Linked DNA regions of Mus musculus: regions 2, 3, 4 and 5 are each linked to region 1. The links are chromatin contacts, called in public HiChIP or PLAC-seq and promoter capture Hi-C maps. All regions are on one chromosome and are shown on one strand. Each heading gives the region's core, a stretch centred on a gene start, on an enhancer-like site or on the middle of the called end of the contact. The rest is flanking DNA. Distances are from core to core; before and after follow the strand shown. Region 1 holds the start of Gtf2ird2 (GTF2I repeat domain containing 2). Region 2 holds the start of Mlxipl (MLX interacting protein-like). Region 3 holds the start of Abhd11os (abhydrolase domain containing 11, opposite strand). Region 4 has its middle 11 kb from the start of Tmem270. Region 5 holds the start of Eln (elastin).

Evidence for each region. Promoter capture Hi-C pulls out the DNA fragments that hold promoters and counts their contacts. HiChIP or PLAC-seq counts read pairs in DNA pulled down with a chosen protein or histone mark.
Region 2: a FOXA1 HiChIP or PLAC-seq map of pancreatic cancer cells shows a contact between it and region 1. The contact joins the promoter of Mlxipl here to the promoter of Gtf2ird2 in region 1. A contact is called at or near these places in 3 of 39 promoter capture datasets (cranial neural crest, frontonasal cranial neural crest and pre-B cells) and 1 of 115 datasets of contacts at active chromatin or transcription factors (pancreatic cancer cells).
Region 3: a contact with region 1 is called in a promoter capture Hi-C map of second pharyngeal arch cranial neural crest. The contact joins the promoter of Abhd11os here to the promoter of Gtf2ird2 in region 1. A contact is called at or near these places in 6 of 39 promoter capture datasets (cranial neural crest, frontonasal cranial neural crest, hippocampal neurons and 3 more), 5 of 484 Hi-C or Micro-C datasets (CD4 T cells, embryonic stem cells, erythroblasts and 2 more) and 5 of 115 datasets of contacts at active chromatin or transcription factors (cardiomyocytes, forebrain, memory CD8 T cells and 2 more).
Region 4: a contact with region 1 is called in a promoter capture Hi-C map of cranial neural crest. The contact joins the enhancer-like site here to the promoter of Gtf2ird2 in region 1. A contact is called at or near these places in 2 of 39 promoter capture datasets (cranial neural crest and hippocampal neurons), 1 of 484 Hi-C or Micro-C datasets (embryonic stem cells) and 2 of 115 datasets of contacts at active chromatin or transcription factors (epiblast stem cells and stem cell-derived neural progenitor cells).
Region 5: a contact with region 1 is called in a promoter capture Hi-C map of stem cell-derived epiblast-like cells, with 2.4 times the contacts expected there. The contact joins the promoter of Eln here to the promoter of Gtf2ird2 in region 1. A contact is called at or near these places in 6 of 39 promoter capture datasets (cranial neural crest, embryonic stem cells, hippocampal neurons and 3 more) and 3 of 115 datasets of contacts at active chromatin or transcription factors (embryonic stem cells, epiblast stem cells and stem cell-derived neural progenitor cells).

The regions. Positions count from the first base shown.
Region 1 is chr5:134,182,064-134,187,206 of GRCm38.p6, forward strand. Gtf2ird2 (GTF2I repeat domain containing 2) reads left to right here and starts at 1,975. Exons shown (of 16, transcript NM_053266.1): 1 at 1,975-2,195.
Region 2 is chr5:135,104,330-135,109,472 of GRCm38.p6, forward strand. Mlxipl (MLX interacting protein-like) reads left to right here and starts at 2,562. Exons shown (of 17, transcript NM_021455.5): 1 at 2,562-2,886. The coding sequence starts at 2,594.
Region 3 is chr5:135,010,105-135,015,247 of GRCm38.p6, forward strand. It overlaps Abhd11os (abhydrolase domain containing 11, opposite strand), which reads right to left and starts at 3,053. Exons shown (of 4, transcript NR_026688.1): 1 at 2,981-3,053; 2 at 2,590-2,684; 3 at 2,326-2,446; 4 at 2,018-2,228. It overlaps Abhd11 (abhydrolase domain containing 11), which reads left to right. Exons shown (of 6, transcript NM_145215.2): 2 at 1-13; 3 at 783-956; 4 at 1,106-1,276; 5 at 1,380-1,561; 6 at 1,783-2,071. The coding sequence ends at 1,915.
Region 4 is chr5:134,893,465-134,898,607 of GRCm38.p6, forward strand. No RefSeq gene overlaps it. Among named protein-coding and RNA genes, the nearest start is that of Tmem270, 11 kb to the right of the region's middle. Within about 2 kb of position 2,032, at least 18 of the 459 cell types and tissues checked have an H3K27ac peak or open chromatin away from gene starts, as enhancers often do.
Region 5 is chr5:134,744,959-134,750,101 of GRCm38.p6, forward strand. It overlaps Eln (elastin), which reads right to left and starts at 2,365. Exons shown (of 37, transcript NM_007925.4): 1 at 2,199-2,365. The coding sequence starts at 2,283. It overlaps Gm30003 (a long non-coding RNA gene), which reads left to right and starts at 754. Exons shown (of 4, transcript XR_868587.3): 1 at 754-2,350.

The sequences.
Region 1 (5,143 bases), core at 725-3,224:
GAGGGAGGAAAATTCAACCAGCTATTATGGTCGGGGTAGTGTCCTCCCCAGTCCATATATTGAAAACGTGAACCCCAGCTGATTACCCTATTTGGGGTGCTCTGGAAATTTCAGGACCTAGCTGGAGGAAGTGGCTCACTGATGATGTAGCTCTAAGTCTCTTCTTTTTTCTTGCCTTGCCTTTCCTTTCCCTCCTTTCTCCTCCCCCTCTCCCTCCCTCTTCCTTCCTCTGCTTCCTGTCAGGAAATGAAGCAGGCCCTCCAGCACCTGCTCCCATCCCATGGGATCCGAGTATTGTAGGCTGAAACCTGTGACCTTGAGATAGGGAGGAGGAGAAGACTAGGGAGAGGGTGCGCCATGTTGTCCTCCTGAGGCTGGTCATCTCGAGAGTGGAGATTTCAAAACAGACTCTGGCTACACAGATCTCCAGTTCAGAGGACTGGTCTAGACTGAAGACCTGTAAATCCTGTAAATGTTTTGGGGGCCTTTTTTTTTTTGTTTTGTTGTTATTGTTATGCTTTTTGAGACAGGGTTTCTCTGCATATCTTTGGCTATCGAGGAACTTATTCTGTAGACCATGCTGGCCTTGAACTCTGAGATCCCCCTGCCTTTGCCTCCAGAGTGCTGGGATTAATGGCCTGTACTACCACCCAACACGGAAATGTTATTTAATAATCCTAAAACTAAGTAAGTCAAGGACTGAGGGCAGACAGCAGAGCTTGGAGACAGAAAGTAGGAAACGTCATGGCAATCTGAGAGTGGGAAGAAAGGAGATTGAGTGGGAGCCAGAACAGCCACCAAGCACTGTGCCCTAAAAGGCCACATTGCAAGGGTGAGTGACCTGATTTTGACAAGTAGCCAGAGCAAGAGATTTTCAGGCTGGACGAACACCATAGGATCTAGCAATCAGTGACCCACTTGTGACCTGGGAGGAAAGGATTTATTGGAGCCAGCTCAAGAACACGAGCAAATACAAACTATGTCGGAAGCTACACAGCCTTTCCTGATATGAACAAAGTGTTCTCATTTTATTTTGGGACAGGATCTTATATGTAGTCATGGCTGGCCTCAAACTCAGAGAGATTTGCCTATTTCTTCCTTGTGAATGCTAGTATTAATGGCATGTACACCAAGCAACAAATCTTTAAAAGTATTTTTTAAATATTTTATTTTTTTTAAGCGGGTGTGGGTGCATACAGAGGCCAAAGGATTCCAATCCTTTGGAAATGCGAGTTACAGGCACGTGTGCTGTGCTTGACACAGACACTGGTCTTCTGAAAGCACACTTATCAGCTCTTAACAGCTGAGCCACTGCTCCAACCCCCTTTCCAGTATATTTTAAAGCAAACAAACAAATAAAACTGGAACCCTTGTAAAGTGGGGCTGGAGGGATGGCTCCGTGGTTAAGAACACTTGATCAGTTCCCGCATCCATACCGTCTGAAACTCCTGGTCCAGGGGATACTGTGACCTCTTCTGGCCTCCCCGTGGTGCATATAAACAGGGTGGCAAAATACTTACAACAGATGGTGCTTTACGAATAGCTCCCGAGACATGCAGCCACGCAAACACAAGAACATAGAACTGACACAGGCACAAAAATTAGTTTTAAAGGAAATGCAATGTCCTAAAAGGTAGGTGGTGTGATGGCGCACGCCTTTAATCCCAGCACTCGGGAAGCAGAGGCAGTGGACTCTGAGTCCGAGGCCAGCCTGGTCTACAACGCAGGCTAGCCAGGGCTACAAGAAAAACTCTGTCGCGGGGGGTGGGGGGAGTGGGTGCCTGAGTAACACGTGGGGTGACCTCTCCGCTTCCACGTGCACGCACAACCACATTTTAAAATATCTCTATCTATCCAGAACGGCCATGCACATCCAGGGAAGGCGCGAAGCCACGTGCACGCCACGCAGCCCGGCCGGCGGCCTCGCGGAAGCCGTCCTGCAGCGCACCGGAAGTGGCCGTCCCCACCGGGGGTGCTTCGGCCACGCGCGGGAAGCCGACCTTCCTTCCAGGAAGCAAACAAAGACAAAAAATAAAATAAAAAAGAGGGAGAAAAAATAATAAAAACGAAAAACAGGAAGGGAGCGGAGAGGAGGCGCCCGCGGCCCCCGAGCTGCGGTCGCCGGCGCAGAGCCGCTGCGCACGCGCAAGCCAGGCTCCAGACCCCCGGCGCGGCCCGCAAAGCAGGGCCCTCAGGTGCGTATCCCGCCGCCGCTTCCCTCACAACTTCCGCTTCCGGGAGTCCCCGCCGGGGCAGAGCGATCTCTCGGGGTGCGTGGCGGGACCTTCGGGCGCCCGGTGGTCAGCGCCGACCCCCATTTTCCCTACCGCGATCGGGCCGTGAAGAGTGGGGGGCGGGGCGGGGAAGACGTGGGGTTAGGCGACTTTCGCACGCCAGGCGCGCACCAAAATCTCGCTTTCGATTGGTTGTGACGGGGCGAGGAGGCGGGGAAAGCTGCGCCCGGTGCGTGCCGAGGTCACGCGCCACCTGACGTACCTGCGCTGTGTTTAGAAACCCTTGATTGGTTAGGGGAAGGGGCGGGGCCATCGCGGTTGCCTAGCAACGGCGCTCTGGCTCCACCTTCGGCGGCTGGCTTTGCTTGTTGGCTCCAGGATTATGGGGGCGTTTGGTGTTTGTGGCAGCCAGTGGTTTAGGTCGATGAAGAGAACGGAAGAAAGGGCCCAGCCTCCAAAATGTGGCTTGTGTCTGGTCTGGTTGAGAGTACAAGGTGGCCTATGGCCATAACAACTAGTACAACAATCAAAAAAAAAATTTTTTTTTCCAGACAGGGTTTCTCTGTGTAGCCCTGGCTGTCCTGGAACTCACTCTGTAGACCAGGCTGGCCTCAAACTCAGAAATCCGCCTGCCTCTGCCTCCCAAGTGTTGGGATTGAAGGTGTGCGCCACCATCGCCTGGCTCAAAAAAATTTTAATTTATTTTAAAACGTTTAAAATGTTTAGTAACTTTAAAATTTAAAGTAAATTTTTACAAATTAAAATTCACTATAGTAATGTATTTAACCTATTGCACCCAAAACATTATTCTAGAATGTACTTATTTCAGCACAGAGAACCAGAATGAGCCGGCAACGGTGGCCTTCAAATGGATCTGAGAGTTCAAGGACTGCCTATATATAGCAAGTTCCAGGCCTGCTGGGGCTACACAGTGGGACCTTGTCACTAAATAAATTATAGCCGCTTTATTGAGATACAGGAAAACTCATCCTTTAAAATACAATGCAAGTCAGAAAAAGAATTCCTTCCAAAGTAAAATAAAAACAAAATAACAGAACTCAAGCCTAGTGTGGTAACTCAAATGTGTCTGTCAGCCCAGCACTGGGGATACTGAGGCAGGAGGATTTCAGAGAGTTACAGGATAAAAGAAAGAAAGAAAATGGAAGGGAGGCGGCTGAAGAGATGGCAGTTAAGAGCTTGTACTGCAGGCCGGACATGGTGTCGTACAACAGGCAGATTCCTGTGAGTTCGAGGCCAGCCTGGTCTACAGAGCAAGTTCCAGCACAGCCAGGGCTACACGGAGAGACCCTGTTTCAAAAAACATTCAAAAAAAAAAAAAAAAAAAAGCGTTTACTGCTCTTACAGAGGACCGAGGTTCAATTCCCAGCACCCATGTGTAAATTCAGGACCACCACCACCTATAAATCCATTTCTAGGGCACCCACTATCCTTCCCAGCCTCCTCCATCCCCAGGCACGCACACGGTGCACACAACCATGCAGGGAAAACACTCCCTCCCACCCACACACACAAAGATTTTAATGGGGGGATGGAGGGGCCTGACAGAGTACCCCACCACTGCCCTCAGGTGGCCTGGCTGCTCCTCTGGGCAGCCAGGCTCTTCAGTGCTTGCTGCTGTAGGAGCCACTTGTTCTGAGAGACTTTTTAATAACAGTGGTGTTTGGAGGGTGCTTCGAGGTCTTACAGACCTGCTGGCTCTCGCTAGAACATTACAGCCCCGAAAGGACAGCTTGTGGATACATTTGAGTTGGCTTCACTGTGAGAGACATAACAAAGGCAATGATGCTGTCCAGACGTTGTAGTATAGATGCCGATAACTATTTGTCTAAAGAATCTGAAGTCTTCGTTTATACCCCAAGATGCTGGTGCATTGGTTGCTCCCAGGTGTTGTTGGTTTTTTTTTTTCTTTTTTTGTCTGTGCACTGTGATGTCACCTGTCACATAGGCAAGTTAGAGACACCCTGATTGTGGTCCACAGCCCAGATGTGCTGTAACCAAGAGTTCCAGATGTTTGAAATGTTGTGCTCAGTTCAGAGTAGCAGCTGCTTGAGCTCTGAGGAGCTCAATCAGCCAGTGGGGCAGCATGAAGCAAAAATCAATAGGTAAGAGCTGGAGAGATGGCTCAGCAGCTGAGAGCACTGACTGCTCTTCCCAGAGGTCCTGAGTTCAAATCCCAGCAACCACATGGTGGCTCACAGCCATCTGTAATGGGATCTGATGCCTTCTTCTGGTGTGTCTGAAGACAGAGACAGTGTATTCATATACATAAAATAAATAAATTCTTTTTAAAAGAATCAATACTTAAGTTCCAGGGAGCTGACTATACAAAGCTCTTTAGTATGTTCTGTCACTCTGCTTATTACAATCCTGTGTTCTCCTTTGAGCCTTGTAGCTGTTTTCAAACACGGGCACTGTTCACTGTAAGTTTTATACCTGTTAATTGTTTTCTACGAGAACCTAATTAAATAAGACCTCTTTGTTTATAAAACATAAATGGAGGTGCTGGGGAGTGGGCTCAGCACTTGAGAGTGCCTGCTGCCCTTGCAGAGGAACAAAGCATCCCTCTGAGAACCCATGTCAAGGAGCTCACAGCCCCTTGGAACTCCAGATCCAGGGGATGTGTGTGAAATTTTTTTTTTCTGGCCTATACAGGCACCTGGGCACGCACACACATATGCACATATAACTAAGTAATCTATTTAAAGTAGAAGACTAAATAAAGCGTGTTTTGTCTGTGGTGGATGACACCACTGTGTTGATTTCTGAGCGCTGGGTATGGGTTTTATTTTTGGATTCTTGTGGGTGTTTACTGAAGAATGGAATTGCTGGGTCAAGCTTTGTGGGTGCTGATTTATTGCTGTTTGTTTATACTTGGGGTTGAGCCCAGA
Region 2 (5,143 bases), core at 1,312-3,811, 920 kb after region 1:
CCAGGGGGGAAACCTCGAGAGGCACCCAGAAGAGGATGTCAGGAAGGATGCCAGGGGAACTGGCTCTCTACACCCAGTAGGGAACTCATCGTTCAATCTCTGTGGATCGTGAACCCTATTTATTTATTTAAAAGGCTGTGAACTCTGGGCATCGGGTACTAGAGGGCAGGCGAGAAAGGCAATGAGAGGTGAATCAGGCCACTTACACCATGCCACCTGGAAGGGGCATTGTGTCATGTCCCCCGTTGCCACCCGAGGACGAAATCAAAAGTTTGAAGAATTCTTGCATTTGTTTGTTTTCATTTATTTTGATGTTTTTGTTTTGGCTTTGTTTTACACTTATTTTATTCATTCATTTGTGTGTGTGAGAGAGAGAGAGAGAGAGAGAAGGAGAGAGAGAGAGAGAGAGCAGGTGCCAACAGTAAAGTCTGTCAACAACTTGTGAGAGTTCTTCTTCTACCATGTGGGGTCCAAGGATTGGTCATCAGGCTTGGCAGCAAGCACCCTCACCCACTGAGCCATCTCACAGGCTGTGTTTTATTTTGGAGGGATGGTGGAGGTGGGGGGGGGTGTCTCACTATGTAGCCCAGGCTAGCCTCAAACTTGCTATGTAGCCAAGCATGACTTTGGACTCTGATCCTCTGCCTCTATCTTTCTGGAGCTGAGATTACAAGCATGCAATGCCACACCTGGTTTAGGCAGAGTTGGGGATAGAACCCACAGCTTCCTAAATGCTGGGCAAGTTCTCTACCAACTGAACTACAGGCCCGGCCTGAGACTGGAAACTATTTCCTGTTGTTGTTGTTGTTGGGAGTGGGCGTTGGGGTTGTGGTGGTGATTTTTGTTTGTTTGTTTGTTGTTTGGTTTGGTTTGGTGTTTTTTTTTTTGTTCCTTTGTTTTTGTTTTTTTGTTTTTTTTTTTTTTTACAAGACAGGGTTTCTCTTTGCATAGCCCTGGCATAACCTCAGCAAAATCCTGGGTTCAATCCCCAGCAGGGCACAAACAAACAAACTCTTGTCTGAGGCACACCACACCGGAATGACAACAAAGCCAAACATCTCAAAGCCTGATCTAGATGTCTAGATGTGGTTGAAAAATTGCTTTAGGGACCCCTAGCTTCCCCAGCAGTGTTCCCCAAGCCTCCTGTCCCAGTGGAAAGGTTAGCTATGTCTGAGTGGGGTGGAAGGATGGAGGGTGACTCTACTTCATCTCACCCCCCAACCATCGGTTGCTCTCCAAACAGCTTCATCTGCATCTCCATTCTGTCTCCCAGGCCCCGAGAAAGTCTTTGAGGACCTCAGCAATATCTAGAAAGATAAGCTTGTCTATAAAACTCCCATCGCTGTGGAAGCAGAGACAAGAAGACCATAAAATTTAAATTCTACTCTCCATGGAAAGTTCCATATCTCTGGGTGGTGGTGGAGGTGCGTGCATTTAATCCCCGTGCTCCCAAGGCAGGGGCAGGCAGATCTCTGAGTTCCAGGCCAGCCTGGTCTACAGAATGAGTTCTAGGACAGCCTGGAGTACACAGAGAAACCCTACCTAGAAAAACAACAAAACAAAAATAGAAAAAGAAAGAAAGAAAGAAAAAAGGAAAGGAAGAAAAGCAGGAACAGAAAGAAGCTAGGCTTCAGGGCTGGTGAGAGAACTTCCCGAGGAGAAAGCCCGAGTGCAGGGAGGTGATCTAGAGAAGGTGAACTCTTAGAGTCCACTTCTGAACTTTGCTGTAGAGGCATAGGACAATCATAAGAGCGCCTGGGTACAAGCAAGCATTGGGGTTCAACCGCACAGGACCCTGGGAAAGTGAAGAAGGCAGGCAAGCGATTTACTGAACTCACTATGAAGCAGAGGATGACCCTGAATTTCTGGTTATCCATCTATCTATCTTATCTATCTATCTATCTATCTATCTATCTATCCTATCTCTCTCTCTCTCTCCATCTATCTATCTAGTGTTTATGTGTCTAGGAATACATATGGATCTCAGAGGTCAAATTTTAAAAATCGAGTATTTTCTTCCAACATGTGGGTCCTAGGGTTTGAACTCTTGTCCTCAAGCCTGGTGGCAAAGGCTTTTACCGGCTAGCGGTCTTGTTTGTTGTTTGGGATTTTTTTTTTTGTCTCTTTCTTTCTCTCTCTCTCTCTCTCTCTCTTTCTTTCTTTCTTTCTTTCTTTATTTCTTTCCTGTCTGTCTGTCTGTCTATCTGTCTGTCTGTCTCCACCTCCCGAGTGTTACACTTACAGAATCACCCCCATGCTAGTGTCTGTGGTTCGGAGGATCGAACCCAAGGCTTTGTGCACGCTAGCCAGCCCCAGCCCAGTCCCAGCCCCAGCCAGACTTTCTGAAACCTGAAAAGTAGAGACTAAAAAGTGCTCTCAACAGAAAGAAAGGCGAAGCACCGCCAAAGCTCCAGGATCAGTGGTTTCACACCACGCTCACTGGTTATGCTAATTTAAACATCACCTGCCAACTAAGGGCCACGCCCACCACAAGGACCTATCAGGAGAACAGGGGCGTGGCCATGGTAATTAGGCGCAGCTGGCTACGTTAAGCGCTCTCCAGAGCGCCCGAGAGTTGGCGACAATAGTGGCCATGGCGCGCGCGCTGGCGGATCTATCCGTGAACTTGCAGGTCCCCCGGGTCGTCCCTAGCCCGGACTCGGACTCGGATACGGACTTGGAGGATCCGAGTCCCCGGCGCAGCGCGGGTGGCCTGCATCGATCACAGGTCATCCACAGCGGACACTTCATGGTGTCTTCGCCGCACAGCGACTCGCTGACCCGGCGACGCGACCAGGAGGGGCCCGTGGGGCTCGCCGACTTCGGGCCGCGCAGCATCGATCCGACACTCACCCACCTCTTCGAGTGCTTGAGCCTGGCTTACAGGTGAGGGCGGACCGGGGAGCCTGAGTCCCAGCTTTCCGTGGTGGGACCGCGCACTGGGGCTCCTGTCCCAAACTGCTACGGGGGACGCTGGACACAACTTAGGCATTATCTTCCTCGCCTGGTCCTGCGCAACCCACGGACCCTCATGAATCATTTGTGTCCCATCACTTGCTTGTGGCGCCACTGTCCTGTCCTCCACCTTTGTCTCCACCTTTGCAGGGCCTTCTACGGTTGGGCCCCCGCTCTTTGATTCTTCTGCTTTTGCACTTAAATGCCAGGTGTCTTTCACACTCCTCAGACTATAACCCATCCCGTCCACTGCCTCCCTCCACTCGTGGTATGCCTGGACTGTTTCGTTCATCCTCAGCAGTCCCTGCAAAGTCCCACTCTTCCCTGCACGCTGCAGTTATCCCGTGGTCGCCCTCATAGGCAGTGTCCACTTACATGGAAACAGTTTCTTGCTCACTTGCCCAGACACCATTTATTTTGGCTTGATTTAGTTTGGTGAGCCAGAGTCTCACTCTAAAGTTCAGGCTGGCATTGAGCTAGGTAGCCCAGGCTGGACTCCCATCTCGGCCTCCCAAATACGGGGATTACAGGCATGAGCCACCGTGTCTGATTTAGAACGCTACGTCAAGGTTGGCGGGAAGACGGTGCCCAGCACCTGCCCAGAGCCAGCAGAGGGTGCTGCAGTCCACCCTAGGTCGGGTAGGGAAAACCTGGTCTCCCCGAACCCGGTAAGAGGCTGCAAGGCAGCCAGGAACCCTGTAACTACGGCTCAGACCTCCGGGGCCGCACCCAGCTTCAGCCCCACCTATGTGTCCCCGAGGAGGGCGCGAACTGGGGTCTTGGCCCAGTGCCCTGGAGCAAAGTTCCCGGGAGCAGTGGGAAGAGGATAAATTATCAACCGAAAACAGTAGGAGAGAAAGGGGGATCGGCCGGCCTTGATCTTTCTTCTCTGTAAATATCACGCTTCTTCAGCGAGCCTCCTCCCCTTCGTAGAACCGCTGGCTGTAGACCGGCACCTGCAGCCCCACAGGGGACCTGGAGCTGGGGTGGGAATTGCGGAAGAGCGTGGCCCACCTCGTGGCGGCAGAGCCACGCGACCCCATTGGCTGGAGGCAGAGTAACCTTGGCCCACAAGTTCTGGCCTCAAGCCCAGGTCATGTTGCAACCTGATAGTTCAGGGCGCTGAGACCAATGTGGAAAGTTCAAATTCCCTGTCCCGTTGCCCCTCCCCCGCCCTTGGACATCATGAGACTGCCTGGGAAGGGGCCATCTAAGGTCTCAGAACACCAGAAGCAGCTCACACTGGGGCAGTGCTTTAATTATCAAAGACTTCCGATTAAAGGAGAGGGAGAATATCCCTCACTCTCTTTCTCTTATTGAGTCCCACACTGTAGACTAAGCTAGCCTGGAACTCACTGTAAAACCGAGGCTGGCCTGGAATTCTGCTCTGGCCTTCCAAGTGCTGGAACTACAGGCACGAGCCACAAGAAGCCTTGGGTCCCCATGTTCCCCCAAAGGGTCTCCCGTTTCCCGACCACTCCCAACTCAGGCTTCCTGCTTCGGCCATACATTCCACTTGGGCAGGTTTAGAGGGCTTTCCAGCTCAGACCTTGGGCAGACAGAAGGGAAGCGGTTTTAGAGAAAGAGCACGTGGAGGGTCTGAGGGCACTCCCTAAACTGCAGCTCCCTAGGGTGGAGAGTGCCGTGTCCCCCACCCGCCAAAGAGCCAGACTATTAAATTCTCTTGAGTGGGATTCTGAGGATACCCAAGTTAGCCAAGTACACAGGAGTTTTTGGTGAAGAAAAAAAAAAAAAAACATAAAACAAAACGTGGGCCAGGAGAGGCTCTGCCAGGGAGGGTGCTTGGTCCCGGACTGGTGACCTGAGTCTGATTCCCAGTACCCACATCAAAGTGGCTGCAGGGAATTGACTCCATAGTTGTCTGAACTCTGACCTCCATGTGCCACCCACGAGCTCCCCTCCCAGTGAGACATAAAAATAAAAACAAAAGCAAATGCCCCGTGCTCACGCTCATGAACCCTGTGGGGTTGGGCATGCCTAGAATCCTAGAACTCAGGCTGAGGATGGAGGGCCAGGAGGTCAAGGTTGCCCTCCACTGCGGAGGAACTTAAGGTCTGAGGCCAGCTGGAGATGATAGGAGATCCTACCATCTCAAACAAACAAACAAACAAACAAACAAACAAATCTGCGGACTGTAAGATGTGACTAGGGGTTCTCTGAAGCCAAG
Region 3 (5,143 bases), core at 1,803-4,302, 830 kb after region 1:
GACTGGCCGGAGGGTGAGCTTCCGGATGGGGCGGTGCATGGGTGGGCGGGGGCTAAGGGGTAAGGCTGAGGGCAGTGGACCTAGTTTCAATCACTCAGGTCTGGGCTCTTGGTGACCTGAAAATGGAAAGTTTCAGTGCCCAGTAAACCGTAAAACATCTATGAAGAGGCCTGGTCCTGTAAGATGCCCCACAGTTAGTCCATTTATGTTACTGAGACATAACAGGTCTCTTTGTCAGGTCCCAAAGAAACTTGGGACAATTTTGTGGCACCTACTAGCATGCCAAAGCACACTCTAGCCTCCTGGCTTACTCAGTACGAGTGGCAGCTCTCTGCTCTTGTTACCCCCGACCCCTTACTATAAACCTTTCCAGTCCAGAGGCTTCCCGTCCCCCAGCGTCTCTTTCCTGTTAACCCAGCCATTTAAGCCATTTGCTCCCTGACTACTCTGATCCTCCTTTGGTCTGCATGCCCTCTCTCCTTGGCACCTGAAGTTCTCATTTGATCTCCACATGTACACCATGGCACGTGCTTGCGAAGATATAACTTGCGCACATGCATACATGTGTGTATATAATAAAGCAACTAAGGAAGTTGCTCAATATTAACCTCTGCACGTGCGCATGCGCGCGCGCACACACACACACACACACACACACACACACACATACACACACATACTTATGTCTCCAGACTTCTCTCCCTAGCTGCTCTGTGGACCCTATCAGGCTTTTCGTTGTCTGTAGTCAAAGTAACACCATTCCTGTTTCACCCCCATCGCAGGTGCTGACGGTGGATGCCCGGAACCACGGTGACAGCCCCCACAGTCCAGACGCAAGCTATGAGGCCATGAGTCAGGACCTTCAGGGCCTCCTTCCACAGCTGGGTCTGGTGCCCTGCGTCCTCGTTGGCCACAGCATGGGAGGAAAGACAGCCATGCTCCTGGCACTGCAGAGGGTAAGCTACACCTATCTGGGTCCTCTTAATGCACTCTAAGCCCATTGATAACGTGGGACTCATCCACACTTTGGATGGCCAGGTCCAGAAACTCTGCTGGCGGCTCAGAGTTTGTCTGGGACCTGCTCTGGTCTGATTCTGTCTCCCAGCCAGATGTTGTGGAACGATTGGTTGTTGTAGACATAAGCCCGGTAGGAACCACACCTGGATCACACATTGGAGCCTTCATAGCAGCCATGAAGGCTGTTGAGATCCCAGAGAAGGTGCCGCACTCCCAAGCCCGAAAACTGGCGGATAAGCAGCTTAGTTCGGTTGTCAAGGTGACGCACGCCCCCCCCCCCTTTCCCCATGGTGTGTGTCAGAGGAAAAGTGGTGGGTGGGCCTCACAGGGAGCCCCTTCACAGCTGCCAGGTCTCCCCACAGGAAGCGGGCATTCGGCAGTTCCTGCTCACTAACCTGGTAGAGGTGGGTGGGCGATTCTCCTGGAGACTGAACTTGGATACGTTAGCTCAGCACTTGGACAAGATAATGACCTTTCCTCAGCAACGTGAACCCTACTCGGGGCCAACTCTCTTCCTGCTTGGTGGAAATTCTACATATGTACAGTAAGCCGGTGTGGGACCATAGGAAGGGGCATGCTTTGCCCACCACCAGCTATGGGAGCCTGCGTGGGCTAGGGGAGGCGGGGTATCTGGGAGCCTGGCAATACCACTGCGCATGAAGGCTCATGCACATCTCTCTCTCCTGTTCTCTCTCTCTCCCTTTCTCCCTCTCCCCACACCTCTCCATTGTCTTCCCTCTCCATTGGCTTCACTATGGCGGCCAGACCCAGCCACCACTCAGAGATTAGGCGACTCTTCCCTCAAGCCCAGATTCAGACCGTGCCTAACGCTGGCCACTGGGTCCACAGCGACAAACCCCAAGACTTCATGGATGCTGTCACCAGCTTCTTGGCTTAAGAAGTAGCTCCTTGGAAGAGCAGCCAGGGGACTCTAGGCTTGGGATCTGTGCCATCTTGCTTCTGCACAGAAAAACTCAGGGGCACGGAGAGGGTCCAGGAGTACAGAAGTGGCCCAACACTTTTAATGAATAAAGACAGTTCCCCTTTAAGCCCTGGATCCGTTTTCACCACCGTCGCCCCCACTGACCCCGGGAGAGTTGAATCCAGGAACTTCTGCCCGGGCTTGTGTTCTCGTGTGTTCCCAGGGTGCCTCTGGGCTCTCCCTGCAGCTGACTCCGCACCCGCTCTCGAACCATATGCTGCATGTCTTCCTGGGCACGGGAGAGAGAGCAGGTCCGAGGCAATCCCTGGGGACGGAGGGGCGGAGGGGCGTCTTCCAAGACTCCCGACTCAGAGGCTCCACCCTACCTCCCAGGCCTCCACCTCCTGTTTCAGCTTCAGTTTCTCCTGCAGGACCTCCAGCAGCTGAGCCTCCACTGTGCGCAGCCTGGCTCGACAGGAGTCCAGCTCCTCTTCCACCGCGCGCTTCCTACAGGCAGTGGGGGATGGGGGTGGGGGTGTTCCAGTGGCTGTCTTCTGGAAATATCTGGAGCCCCCTTCCTCTCCTCTAGTAGGAGTGAGTCCCCACTTCCCCCTCCTCCACCCCACCCCCACCCCCAGAGTTTCTCTCACTTAGCAATGGCTTCATCCCTCTCCTGCAGTACTTGCTCCAGGGAAGGTTCCGCCCGGGTGTCCCCCAGTGCTCCTGCCGCTTGGGATTCTGGGTTCTGTTGGGGAGTGATGGATGAGGAGGCAGTGACCTGGGGCTTGTCAGAAGGAGAAGCCTCACCCTGGGTCCTTCTGCCCTGCCTCTGCCCTGCCTCATGCTATTTCCACTCAGTTTTACCACCCTTTGCCTCCAGGGGGTGCTGCGCCGGCATCTTGTAAAGGAGACCCTTAGTCTGGCTAGCCGGGAAGTAGACTATGGGACTTTGCAGAATGGACAGTGTTTGAAGCTCCTGAGGAGAAAGGAGTTCCCACACAGCCCTACAGAAATGCTACTGAGTGCTCTGGAGTCGCTTACCTTTCTATGAGCTTAGAGAGTCAAGGCCTGGTGACTGAGACTTGTCAGTTGGTAGAGGCTAGAAGACAGAGCCCTTTGCCCTTCCAGGCAAGGCACTCCCTAGCAGACTCCACCTACAGGAGGACAGCCTGGGGCAAGGAGCAAGTGCACCTCCCTCTTAACACCTTGGAAGGCCCCAAGCCTTTTCCCCAATTCTTGCCGTCTGTCGCCTCCAGGGGGCGCTCCACCCGTGTCTCAGAGGAACAGACAACCTAGGTTTAGTTTAGTTGTAATGCCAAGCATCAGGCAGTGTCTCGTCTAGTCTCCGCCCCCCCTCGCCCCCCCCCCCCGCCCTGCCACGAGGGGTTGACTCTGTGCTAGTTCTTCAAGGAATCATCTGCCCCCAGAATTCTTTTTTTTTTTTAATTAAAGATTTATTTATTATTATATGTAAGTACACTGTAGCTGTCTTCAGACACACCAGAAGAGGGAGTCAGATCTTGTTACAGATGGTTGTGAGCCACCATGTGGTTACTGGGATTTGAACTCTGGACCTTCGGAAGAGCAGTCGGGTGCTCTTACCCACTGAGCCATCTCTCCAGCCCGCCCCCAGAATTCTTATCCCACCTCAAGAGGAAAAAAACAAAAACCCAAGGAACCAGGCATGCTTACCATTTTATTTTTTTTGTTTTGTTTTGTTTTGTTTTGTTTTTCAAGACAGGGTTTCTCTATGTCACCCCGGTTATCCTCTGTAGATCAGGCTGGCCTTGAACTCAGAGACCCACCTACCTCTGCCTTCTGAATGCTGGGAATAAAGGCGTGCGCCTCCACCGCCTGGTTCATTACCAATAGCTTGAATCCCATCTTACCTTTATGCTGTTACTAGTATACCCCAAACACGCAGTGCCTGGGAAGCAGTCTAACTGAACTCAGCATTTCCAAGCTGAGGGACTTTTGTTTGTTTTGAGATAGGGCTTCTCTGTGAGACACCACTGCTTGACTCTAAAATGACCACCAATCCATATTGGAAATAGAAAAATACTTTTGAGATTTTGAGCATCTCTTTTGTTGTTGTTTATTTGTTTTTGGTTTTCTCTGTATAGCCCTGGCTGTCCTGGACCTCACTCTGTAGACCAGGCTGGCCTCGAACTCAGAAATCTGCCTCCCAAGGGATTCTACTAGGCAGGGGCTCTACCACTGAGCCACGCCCCCAGCCTCTCACTGGGGGATTCTAGGCAGATGCTCTACCATTGAGCCATACCCCAGCCCATAATATAGCATTTTGTATAAGGGACTTGAGCATCTCAGCATCCTAAGATTGGATAATGGTAGAGAGGTTTTTGTTTTTTGTTTTTTGTTTTGTGTGGCCTTAGCTATCCTCTGTAGACCAGGTTGACCTTGAATTTAGAGGAAACTCTGCCTCCTGAGTGCTTTGGTTTATTTATTTATTAATTTATTTATTTAATCTATGTATACGAGTACACTGTAGTTGTCCTCAGACACTCCAAAAGAGGGCATCAGATCCCATTACAGATGGTTGTGAGCCATCATATGGTTGCTGGAAATTGAACTTGGGACCTCTGGAAGAGCAGTCAGTGCTCTTAACCACTGAGCCATCTCTCCAGCCCGGTTTACACCTGTAATCCTGTACTCGGAGGCAGAGGCAGATCTCTTGAGTTTGAGGCCCACCTGGTCTACAGAGCTGAACTGAGTTATGTTGAACTAGGTCCCGCTCTTTCCCCCAGACAGGGTTTCTTTGTGTAGCCCTGGCTTTCCTGGAACTAGCTCTGTAGAGGCAAAATCACATTGAAAGTCTTCTCAGAAACTACATGGAAGATGCATTCTAGGGCTGGTGAGATGGCTCAGTGGTTAAGAGCACCGACTGCTCTTCCAAAGGTCCTGAGTTCAAATCCCAGCAACCACATGGTGGCTCACAACTGTCTGTAATGGGATCTGATGCCCTCTTCTGGTGTGTCCGAAGACAGCTACCGTGTACTTACATATAATAAATAAATAAATCTTTTTTTAAGAAAAAGATGCATTCTAAAGATAGGATATATGTGTTACTCTTTTTCCCTCTCTTCTGAATCTGGGAAAACGCACATATACATTAAAAAGAAAAGAAATTGCTTTACAGTTTTTTACCTCTTCATTTGTGTTTCCTTATGCCATATCAAAAACATT
Region 4 (5,143 bases), core at 782-3,281, 710 kb after region 1:
ATACATCCCAGGCTGAGGATGCTGTAAGCCAGTACCAGAACAGGGGCCATTCAAAGCAGGCAGGCTCTGGACTCTGGGGAAGGGAGTTGGTGGTGGTGGTGGGGGGGGGTTTCCTTGTGCCTACCCACTCATCCACCATTCTCATCAAACATCTGTCCTCCCACCCTATGTTTGCATGCACACACATGCACACACACACACACACACACACACACACACACACACACACACATGCACACACGACGTGCTCCCTCCACAGAACTCTCAGAATGAAAGCTCCAAAGATTGACCTTTAAAAGTTGTCTAACATCTTTGGTTCCCTGCAAGGGTAACCTTTGCCTGTTGACTGCTCCGTCCAAAATAGGATGATAGTATGAACAGACTCCGAAGAGGATGGAAGAGCAGAGGAAAGCGTAAAGGGCTCTGAGATGCTGTCTTCCAGGCATGCCATGACTGTTATACTTCTGAACTCAACTGCACAAGACCAGGCCTTCATGCCTTCCACCAAGGGTGTGGGAGGGACTCACAGGGCCCCAACCCTCTCCAGAGATCTATAAGCATGATCGGTTACTGGGGGTAGGGAGAGAGATTCCTTTCAGTGGTGCAGCCACTCTGGTAAATAACCAGGCTCCTGTAAGCAACTTGAATTGAACTCACAGGGTCTCACACACACACACACACACACACACACATAAGAGGTGGGAAAATAGAAGAGGGACCAGTTGGGAATCCGAGGGGGGATCAACAGGAGTAGGTGGGGGCAAGAGACAGTGTTGGGGTGACTTTAATCAAAATGCATTACACATACATATGAAGATGGCCTAATGAAACTCATTACTATGGATTTAATATATGCTAATACAGAACATAACATCTGCCATATTAGTGACAGAGACACATGGATCCATCCCTTCGTGGTAACTTTGGAGTCCCAAGTGCTTTAGCTCTTGATGGTAGCCTGAAGTCTGAAGGGTTAGGGCCTAAGCAAGATGGCTCAGTAGCTAAAGTGGCTTGCTGCCAAGCCAGATGACCTCAGTTTGACCCCCGGGACCCATGTGGTGGAAGGAGAGAACTGACCTCTGCAAGTGATCCTCTGCCCTCCACACGTACACTAAGCATTGCACACACATACATACATACATACATACATACATACATACATACATAAATGTAATTTTAAAAAATAGTTATCAGCTACTGAGCTAAACGTGAGTCAGTTGAGGGGCTGAGGAAGGTGTGGCTTGGTCAGTGGTGTGTTTGCCTAGTATACATGAGGATCGGGAATCAGGCCCAGTTACATAAGGAATTTGAGGCCAGCCTGGGCTACATGAGAAAGACCCTTCTCATTGAAAAAAAAAATCCAGTTGTGCGATGTCAGGAGGTCCCTCACCTCTTGGGTAGTCATCCTTTCCACAGGCTAGCCCAGTTCCCTCTAGTTGTCTTTTTGACCCAGGCTGCCCTCATGTGAGTCGCAGGGTTCTGGGAAGACTACCGGCTCCCTCTAGCCAAGCATGGAAGTTGGTGTAGAGGGCTAGGCTCAGGGTTGTTCCCGTGAGTTGGGCTCCAAGGCAGAGACCCAAGGCAGAGACCCTTGCCTTCCAGTTGGTGGAACCCTGAGAGAGGGCATGCAGACAGGCACTCCAGTGGCCCCAGAGGCTCTTTCAAGACATGCCAACACCCTCCCTAGGGTGGGCTGGTGTAGAGTGGCAGCTGTCACCAATCTGGGACAAGGGACATGTGTACAGAGTATGTTAGGATGAATCTGTTGCCAAGGTAAGCCCATCAGGCAAAACCCAGAGACCAGTGCCTTATAGACAGTCTGGGGAACTCTCTGAATACAGATCCCCTACCACAACCTCAAGCAGACAGAGAAGGGGGGGTGATGGTGGCAGACACGGCTCCTGACCCAGCTGGACACGGGTTCCAGCCGTCCAGATGTGCAGCCAGCATTCCGCTGTGGAGACGGGGCGGAGCAGCAGCCAGGGGCCCAGATGGGCCGTGTTAACCCAGAAACAGCTCTTCACATCCAGATGCTCTGTGTTTAGCCAGCGAGCCAGCTTTGGTCTCCAGATGTGAGCCTGGGCTGGGGGTGGGTGAGGAGTACATCACCCCAGATGTGCACATTGTGAACAAGAATGGCTGCAGGATCCAGCTGCTGCAACAGGGACCTGAAGGCTAGGCTTGAATTTCTCTATTCTATTTAGACTTGGGGGGGGGTCCTTCTAGAACCCCCTAATTACAGAACTCTGATCCCTGGTTCAAGGAAGCTTCAAGATCCACAAATGCTAAGTTGCAGATGTTAACTGAGCCCTGTGATGGAAGTAAGAACTAAGGCTGACCTGCCCAGGGCTATATAAGCCAGAGACCAGCCAAAACTGAGTCCCAGTGGAGAGGAAGGATAAGTTACTCTCAGAGCGCAGGTAACTTAAACTGAGGGTGTATCTCGATTGGCAGAGCGCTTGCCTGGCATGCCTGAAGCACTAGGTTTGATTCCTAGCACTGTCTACATAGCTCATGCTTGTAATCCCAGCATTTGAGAATTGGAAGCAGCAGGATTACAAGTTCAAGGTCATCCTCAGCTACAGAATAAATTCAAGACCAGCTTGTCTCATACACACACACACATACACACACGCACACACACATACACACGCACACACACACTGATTGAATGAAGTAGTGCAGTGGAAGCAGAGAGGCTCCAGAAGGTTTCCAGGAGGGTCTCTAAAAGGAGCCCCAGGGTCACACTGCAGACATAACCAGCAACTCCTGCTAACAGCATAGCCCAGGACCTGAACCTGCCCTGAGCAGGGGGGCAGGGGAGGAAGGCTGCAGCTATACTCTCCAAACAAGCTATATATCCAGAACTGCCCAAGGCTGGGGACTTGGCTCAGTGGGTAAAGTGCCTGTGACCAAGACTGGTGACCAAGTTTGAGAACCAAGGAGCCCACGTGGTATATGGTGAGAACTGACTCCTGAAAGTTGTAGGTTGTCCTCTGACCTCTGCATTTGCGTGTGTCACACACACATACACACAAAATACAGCCAATGAATAAATGTACGCTTGTATGTCTGTGCACCACATGTGTGCCTGCTACCAGGGAACATCAAAAGAGGGTCCCTGATCCCCTGGAACTGGAGTTACAGATGACTGTGAGTTGCCATGTGGTTGCTGAGATTTGAACCCAGATCCTCTAGAAAAGTAGTCAGTGCTCTTAACCTCTGAGCCATCTCTCCAGCCCTTCAACCTCACTTTTCTTTTTAACTTTTAAGAATTGCGCAAGTAGAACCTCCCAACCCTACCAGGCACAGAAATTGGAAAGCAAAGGTAACAAGACAAGAGGGAAACCCCATCCCCTCCTGACTTGGAGGCAGGAAGGCATGGAGGCCATAGGAGGCCGAGGTCAAATGTCAAGCCTATGCAGCCACAATTAACTGAGGCCTGTGGATAGATAGCAGTCCCTAAGTCCTGCTGCGGAACCTCAAAGGGCATACAGGGGGCTCTTTGCAACCTGCTGGGGACACCAGGGTCAGGGGCATCACATGGCTTGGGTGGAGAGTCTAGCCAGGGAGCCTTCAGGCTGAGGCGTGAAGTCCTAACAGGTTGTGTCAGGCCAGAGCTCTGGGGAGGGGGCCGCGCCTCTCTGGCAAGCCCCACCTGGGGCCAAGCCCAGAGCTGGGGCTGGAGAGAGACTGGCGGCTCTGAGCGGAACATGTGGGTCCCAGGGGTAGAGGCAGTCCGCAGCTGAGCCCCCCAACTCCTGCCAAGCCTGGGACAAAGGGGAGAGGTGTGGGAAATGTTCTCCTGGGCCGAGGGTGGGGGACAACCGCAGGTGGAAAGTTACCCAGGCTTGGGTGGGCTTGGGTGGGCTTGGTGGGAAGCTAATCTTCAGAGAGCCCAGCCCCACGCTTACACCAGAATAACTAAGATTTATTCCCTAAATTGGGGGACCTTGGTCACTTCTCCCCCTCTCCAAATCTATTATTCTGCCTGGGGTGTTCATCTCCAGCTGGCCGTCTATATAACCCCTGAAATCATGGCCTTGTTTGGGGTCAGATTGGGTAAGGACCAGGCACATGGGGAGAAACGTAAAAATCCCTCACCCAAGCTATGGCCCTGGAGAGAAGAGAAAGCTAGGAGTCGGTGCTAGCAAGGTCAGTGAAGGGTCAGAGTCTGGGGATGGGGGGCCCTCTCGCAATCATGGCGAGACAGCCAAAGGGCCCTGTGTGTCTTGGCTGAGCGAGACCCCTAGGCCGCCAGGTATGTAACAATTCTAGCCGTTTCCTGTAGTAATAATGAGAAAGGGGTTGGTATAAATATACGCGCAGCATAAATAAATACAGGCCGGGCCGAGGCTGCATAGCAGACAGATTGCGTGGAGCTGCCGGCCAGCCCTCCAGCCTGCTGCCCCCGCCCGAGGCCCCCCTCCTTTCCTCACCGCTCCCCCATTTGCTTTCTTCCCGAAAGCCAGAGACCACTCCACACTCGCAGGCCTGAGAAGATGAACTGGTGACCTTAGCCATAGAGCCTCAGAATCCCGATCAGGCTGTGGCCCCTGGGAAGCCAGTGACTCTAGAAGAAATAGCCACGGCAGTGGGGCCAGCTGAGAGCATCGTGACACAAGCACAGGCTACACAAGAGCCCTGGGAAGGCTGCAGTCTTGTTGCTGAGCATAGATGGGGAAACTGAGGCTTGCAGAGTTAACTTTGCCCAGCCATTTCACATAGCCAAGATTGTCTAGACTTTAGACTCCAGAGCTATGGCTCCAGTCCAAGGTGTTCTTACTCCTAGGTCTCTGCTCTGTGCAGCTTGGGGGGCTTAGGATATGGCTCAATGGATAAAGTGTTTGCCACAAAAGCAGGAAGACCTGAGTTCAAATCCCCAGAACCCACACACAGCTGGGTGCAATGGCACCCAGATGAAAGTGCTCCTGGGATGAGACATGGAGGGGACATGAGAATCTCTTAGCCAACTAGCCTGCTATATAAAGTAGGGAGCATGAGTCTGTCTCAAATGAGGCAAAAGCCAAGGACCAATACCAGAGAGTGTCCTCTGACCTCTATACATGTGTTGTGTAGTTCACACGCCTACAGTCACACAAATGTGTGTGTTGCTAAAATCCCTTCCATGGAGGAGTGTGAC
Region 5 (5,143 bases), core at 1,115-3,614, 560 kb after region 1:
GACCAGTGGCCAACTCCTCCCAGGACTCTGACCTCTTTGGACTTCAGTGGAGTCTGAACAGATCCTGAAAGGCATCAATTCACATGCCTCTTACTTGAACCCGGTGACTCTGACCACCTGGGACAGAGTTTAGGTTTCTCGTCATAGGGAATAATGGCAACTGAATATGGAGTGATATCACCCAGGCTGCAAGGGAGGAGGGATTGTTCTGTCCTTAAAGGAAGACTCCGCCCCAGGGCTGTATCTTCCTAATATTCCCTGGCACCTCCCCCCAGGGCAGAAAGCTAGTTGATATTAGCTTCCAGGGACAGCTTTAGCCTATCCCAGACTCTAATTCTGTACCTTTCAAGAACTGGGTTATGTAGCCTAGGCTAGCCTTGAACTCCCTATACAGTTAAGCATGACCTTGAACTCCTAACTTTTCTGCTTCCTCCTCCTGAGAGCTGGGACCACAGGCATGAGCCACCACCTCTGGTTTAATGTGGTGCTGGGGATAGAATGCAGAGCTCCGAGTGTGCAAATGAGAACTCTCCTAGGCGAGCCACGCCTCTAGCCTGCTTGTAGATGATACTGAGACAAGATCTCACTATAGCTCAGGCTGCCCTCGACTCGATAGCATCCTGTGTCAGGTGTGGTTTTTCATGCCTAACTTCAGCTTCCCTATTTGTAAAGATAAACAGTTTCTTTATGATGAACTAGTATAACCATCCAGGGAGAAGGGTGGGCAAATGTTACGAGACCACATCTGGGGCAGGAGGGTCAGGTGACCCAGAGACACTGCTCTTTAATGGGTCCTCCCGTTGGTACCCACAAACCTCAGTCTCGTTCCAGCCCTGGAACTCTTGTTCTACAGTGGGCTCCTAGCCCCCAGCAAGTAAGTCTCATGGGACAGATGCTGTTCTTATTCAGTCTCTGACCACAGCCCTGTCCAACCCCGCCCTGTAGCCTCCTGTCCCCAGTCCAAGTTCAGGTTCCCACAACAATGAGGTCTCTTAGGGAAACCAGACCCCAGCAGATGGTTCATAGGTTCACACCTCTTTCCCCACAGCTGGATGCACCTTTCATCTGGGAGCAGACTCCTTCCTCCCCATAACCCAACATGCCCGGTCAGGATACATATCAGATGACCAAAAGGATACCTTGAGGCTCAGCCTCTGATACCAGCCATGTCCTGATTGCCAGGAGATGGGCACTTTCCCCAGCTCACGCTCTGGCCTGTATTCCATCTCAGCAAACCCTCATACAGGCATGGACTCGCTCACGCTCACACACACACAGTGACGTCCTACACCTGGGCACCAGACGTCTTTAGGACATTTTTTTTTTAAGACAGCCTGATAGAACCCAAATGGCTCACTAGGTAGCCAATGATGTCTTGAATTCCTGATCCTCCGATGACCACCACACAGGTATGTGTCACCACGCCCACCTAGTTTACTCAGAGCTTTGAGAATGTTTAGCATGCCTTCCATCAACAGGGACGTCCTCAACCCTCCTGGTTGCTCTTGAGACGGGGTCTGGTTGGCTTTGAACTTACATGTTGGGGGTCACAGGTGTGGCTCACCACGCCCAGCTGGGTGTTGGACTTTGGCAGATCCCATCACACAACTTCACGGTTTGCCTCCCTGTACCTCCATCTGTCTAGGAACGGACTTGTGAACAGACCTTCATACCATCCCAGACACATTTCCTTCAGGGACATGCTTGGCTAGAACCTCACACTGACACCTGTGCAACATAGTATGAAACACACACGGGCGCATACACACACACACACACACACACACACACACACACACACACACACACAGAATCCGAACATCTCCAAGCAAAGACAAACCAGGATTGTCTCTCCCCAGGCTGGTATGTACACAGGTGTGCACAGGTATGCAAACTGCCACCACCACTGGAAAGTACTCAGGTGACTCAGAGGACCCCTTCGAGCTTGGACAGGAGGTAGGGACCATCCTGACTGGCGGGAGTGTAGCTTTGACAGGACCCCTAACACGGAGCTGGCTCCCAAGAGGAGACAGTTCCCAGAACCCTCCCTGTCTCGAGGAGGGGGGATCTGGAGCTGAAGGGCTCATCCATCTCCGGGATTCCCCATCAGTCTTGCCACCTGGCCGGCAGGGTCCCGCAGATTGTGGACAGCGTGGGACCAGCGAGGGGCAGCGTGGGACCGGCGAGGGGCCCCTTACCTCCAGGCTGCGCGGGATGGAGGAGGTTGAGCAAGAGGATCAGCAAGACGCCAGGCTGCGGGACTACCGCTGTCAGACCCGCCATCTCGGGGAGGACTGCCCCAGCCTGCTCTCAGCGCCTCGTTTTATCCCCAAAGCGTAATTGCTGCCTGGTAGGCTGCTGTGAGGGAAGGAGGGAGGGAGAGAGGGCGGGTGAGAGGAGGGCGGGAGGAGGGGGAGCTGGGGGAGGGGGCCGCGGGGGAGGGGGCAATTACGAAAGGCCAGACTTGCAAGCCTCCTAGGCTGAATCTGCCTCGACTATGGGTCTATTTTCCTGCACACACACACACACACACACACACACACACACACACACACACACACTGACGCGCGCGTGCTCTGCCCCCCCCCCCCCCCATCGCTTTCCCGCTTTCCCTCTGTAGCTGTTTGCTTGCTCCTGGCCCTGTTCCCGCCAGAAAGTGCAAGGGGGGCCTTTGCCAGGACAGCCCTCTGGAGAGGAAGCAGGAGGGAGGGCCCAGGCAGCCCGGCCAAAAAATCCCAGCCCTAGCCAAGGCTGGAGTAGCCAGGCCCCCGCCCCTCTGCCTGGGCCCCAGGCCCAGTGTGGGGACACAGGCCAGCTGTCCCGCGCCTCAGCTCCCACCCTGGTCCTGCAGACACCCCAACACCCCCAAGCCTGGCTAGAGACAGGCTTTACCCAAAACTGGGTTAGGTAGGTTGATGGGGCTAAGGGAGTCTGCCTATAGAGTTCAAGGTCTGCGAGCAGAATTGTCTGGGAGAGAGAATAGGATAGACATGGTACCGTGGGGGCATTTTAGGAACAGATTAGAGACCTTGACATACGATCTAGTTCATCATGGTTGAGACAGGTCTTAGCCATCTGTTTGAAGCCTGGGAAAGGGTGTTGGATCTATGGGTCTATGGTTGCAGAGACCAAGGGGCTGAGGTCAGGCGAGTGGCTTGGGAGTGAGAGCCATGTATTTAGTGTCTCCCTAGGGCTCAAAGATGATCCTTGCATAAGGTGTTGGTTGGTTCTGTAAGGGCCACGAGCACAGCTTTGCACCGCCCCTGAGCAAGGCACAGTGTCCAACAGAGGTCATACTGGGTCTTAGGTGCCTGGTAGGGAACATGGAGGTGGGAGCTCTGTGCAGGTGACTATTAACTCAGTATTCTCCTTCTTGCTTGTTCACCACCTGTCCAATGCTCTCACTTGCATCTGGAAACTGATTCTCTTGGAGGCTCTGGGAAGGCTTGATGATGCTATTCCTCTACTGGCCAGAAGGGGGCAGCCTATGCTGAACCAGCAGAGAGCCCTCCAGGAAAGCTTGCGATCAGTGCCCTGGCCACCCTGTCCCTGAGCATATGGAGATCCTGTAAGGCTTTAAGGAATGTGAAGTGTAGGTCAGAGAAAGATTATGTCATTCTCAGACTCCTGAGTGTATGTGGAGTACTGTAGGACAGGAGAGGGAGATGGTTGCTTGCTGTATACAGGTCATAGTTGGTTAGAAGAAAAAGTCTAGGCCATAGGTCCTAGAGTCTTTCTCTTGTAGGGGGTGGTGCAGAGGGGTGAGTTAAAGATGTCTTATCAGATGTCTTATACAGTACAGGGCATAGAGGAGTCTGCAGAGATGACAGCATTGGCGGAGGTGGGGGTGGGAGATCAAAGGCAGGTGGCTTAGGTGGACCTGGGCTAATTTTTGGTTCTCTTGTCTTGGTGCTCTTGTGTTTCTTCTTCTTCTTCTTCTTCTTCTTCTTCTTCTTCTTCTTCTTCTTCTTCTTCTTCTTCTTCTTCTTCTTCTTCTTCTTCTTCTTCTTCTTCTTCTTCTTCTTCTTCTTCTTCTTCTCCTCCTCCTCCTCCTCCTCCTCCTCCTCCTCCTCCTCCTTCTCCTTCTCCTTCTCCTTCTCCTTCTTCTTCTCCTCCTTCTCCTCCTCCTCCTCCTTCTCTTTCTCCTCCTCCTCCTTCTTCTTTTCTTCTCCTTCATTTCCTCCTCCTCCTCTTTTTCCTCTTCTCCCTCTCCTACTTTTCTTCCTCTTCCTCCTTCTCTCTTCTTTCTATCCTCCTTCATTTCCTCTCTCCTTCCTTCTATTTCTTCCCCATAATTCCCTTTACTCTTTCCTTTCTCCCCCTCCTATGTCTTCCTCTTCATTCTTCCCCCTTCCTTCCTTCCTTCCTTCCTTCCTTCCTTCCTTCCTTCCTTCCTTCCTTTCTTCCTTCCTTCCTGCCTTTCTCCTTCTGTCTCCTTTCCCCTCCCTTCTCTCTTTCCTTACTTCTTTTTCCCTCTCTCCCGTTCCTCTCTTCCTCCATTTCTTCCAAGATGCTCACAGTCTCACTATATAACCCAGGCTGGCCTTGAACCCCAGAGCCTCCTGACTCAGCCTCCTGAGCATTGGGATAATTGTGTACCTCTGTAGAGCTCGCTTGTCTCATCTGTTTGCTGATGCCAGCTATCCTTAACTAGGAAACTCAGCACAAAGACAAGGAAAGCTTGGGCACACGTTTCTACCCTGAGCCCAGAAGTGTTCTGTATCCATTTGGTACCAACAGTATCATGGCTGAAGCTAGGTCTACAATCTCTGCCCCCGTTTGTGGTGTAGCTGTCTGGCTCAACAGAGCCTCTACTGTGTCAGTCTGAGATCTTAGACAATTTCCCCCATCCCATGATCTACCACCCAAGACATCACCAGAATTTTGGAAAAGGGAGACATGATAGGAGGATCATCTCAGAGCTTGGCACGGCGCTTGTGCGGCGGGAGCAGGAGGTCGTAGTGTTCAGTTCCATTGTGTGTGTATGTGCCATGGCATGCATGTGGGGATCAGAGGAGCTTGCAGGAATGGGCTCACTGCTCCCTCCAAGCGGGTCCTGGGACTTGAACTCAGGTCATCAGGCTCTCCAGGAAGCTTCCTTTACTCCCTGAACCATCTTCATGACTGGAGGATAGAGTGATAC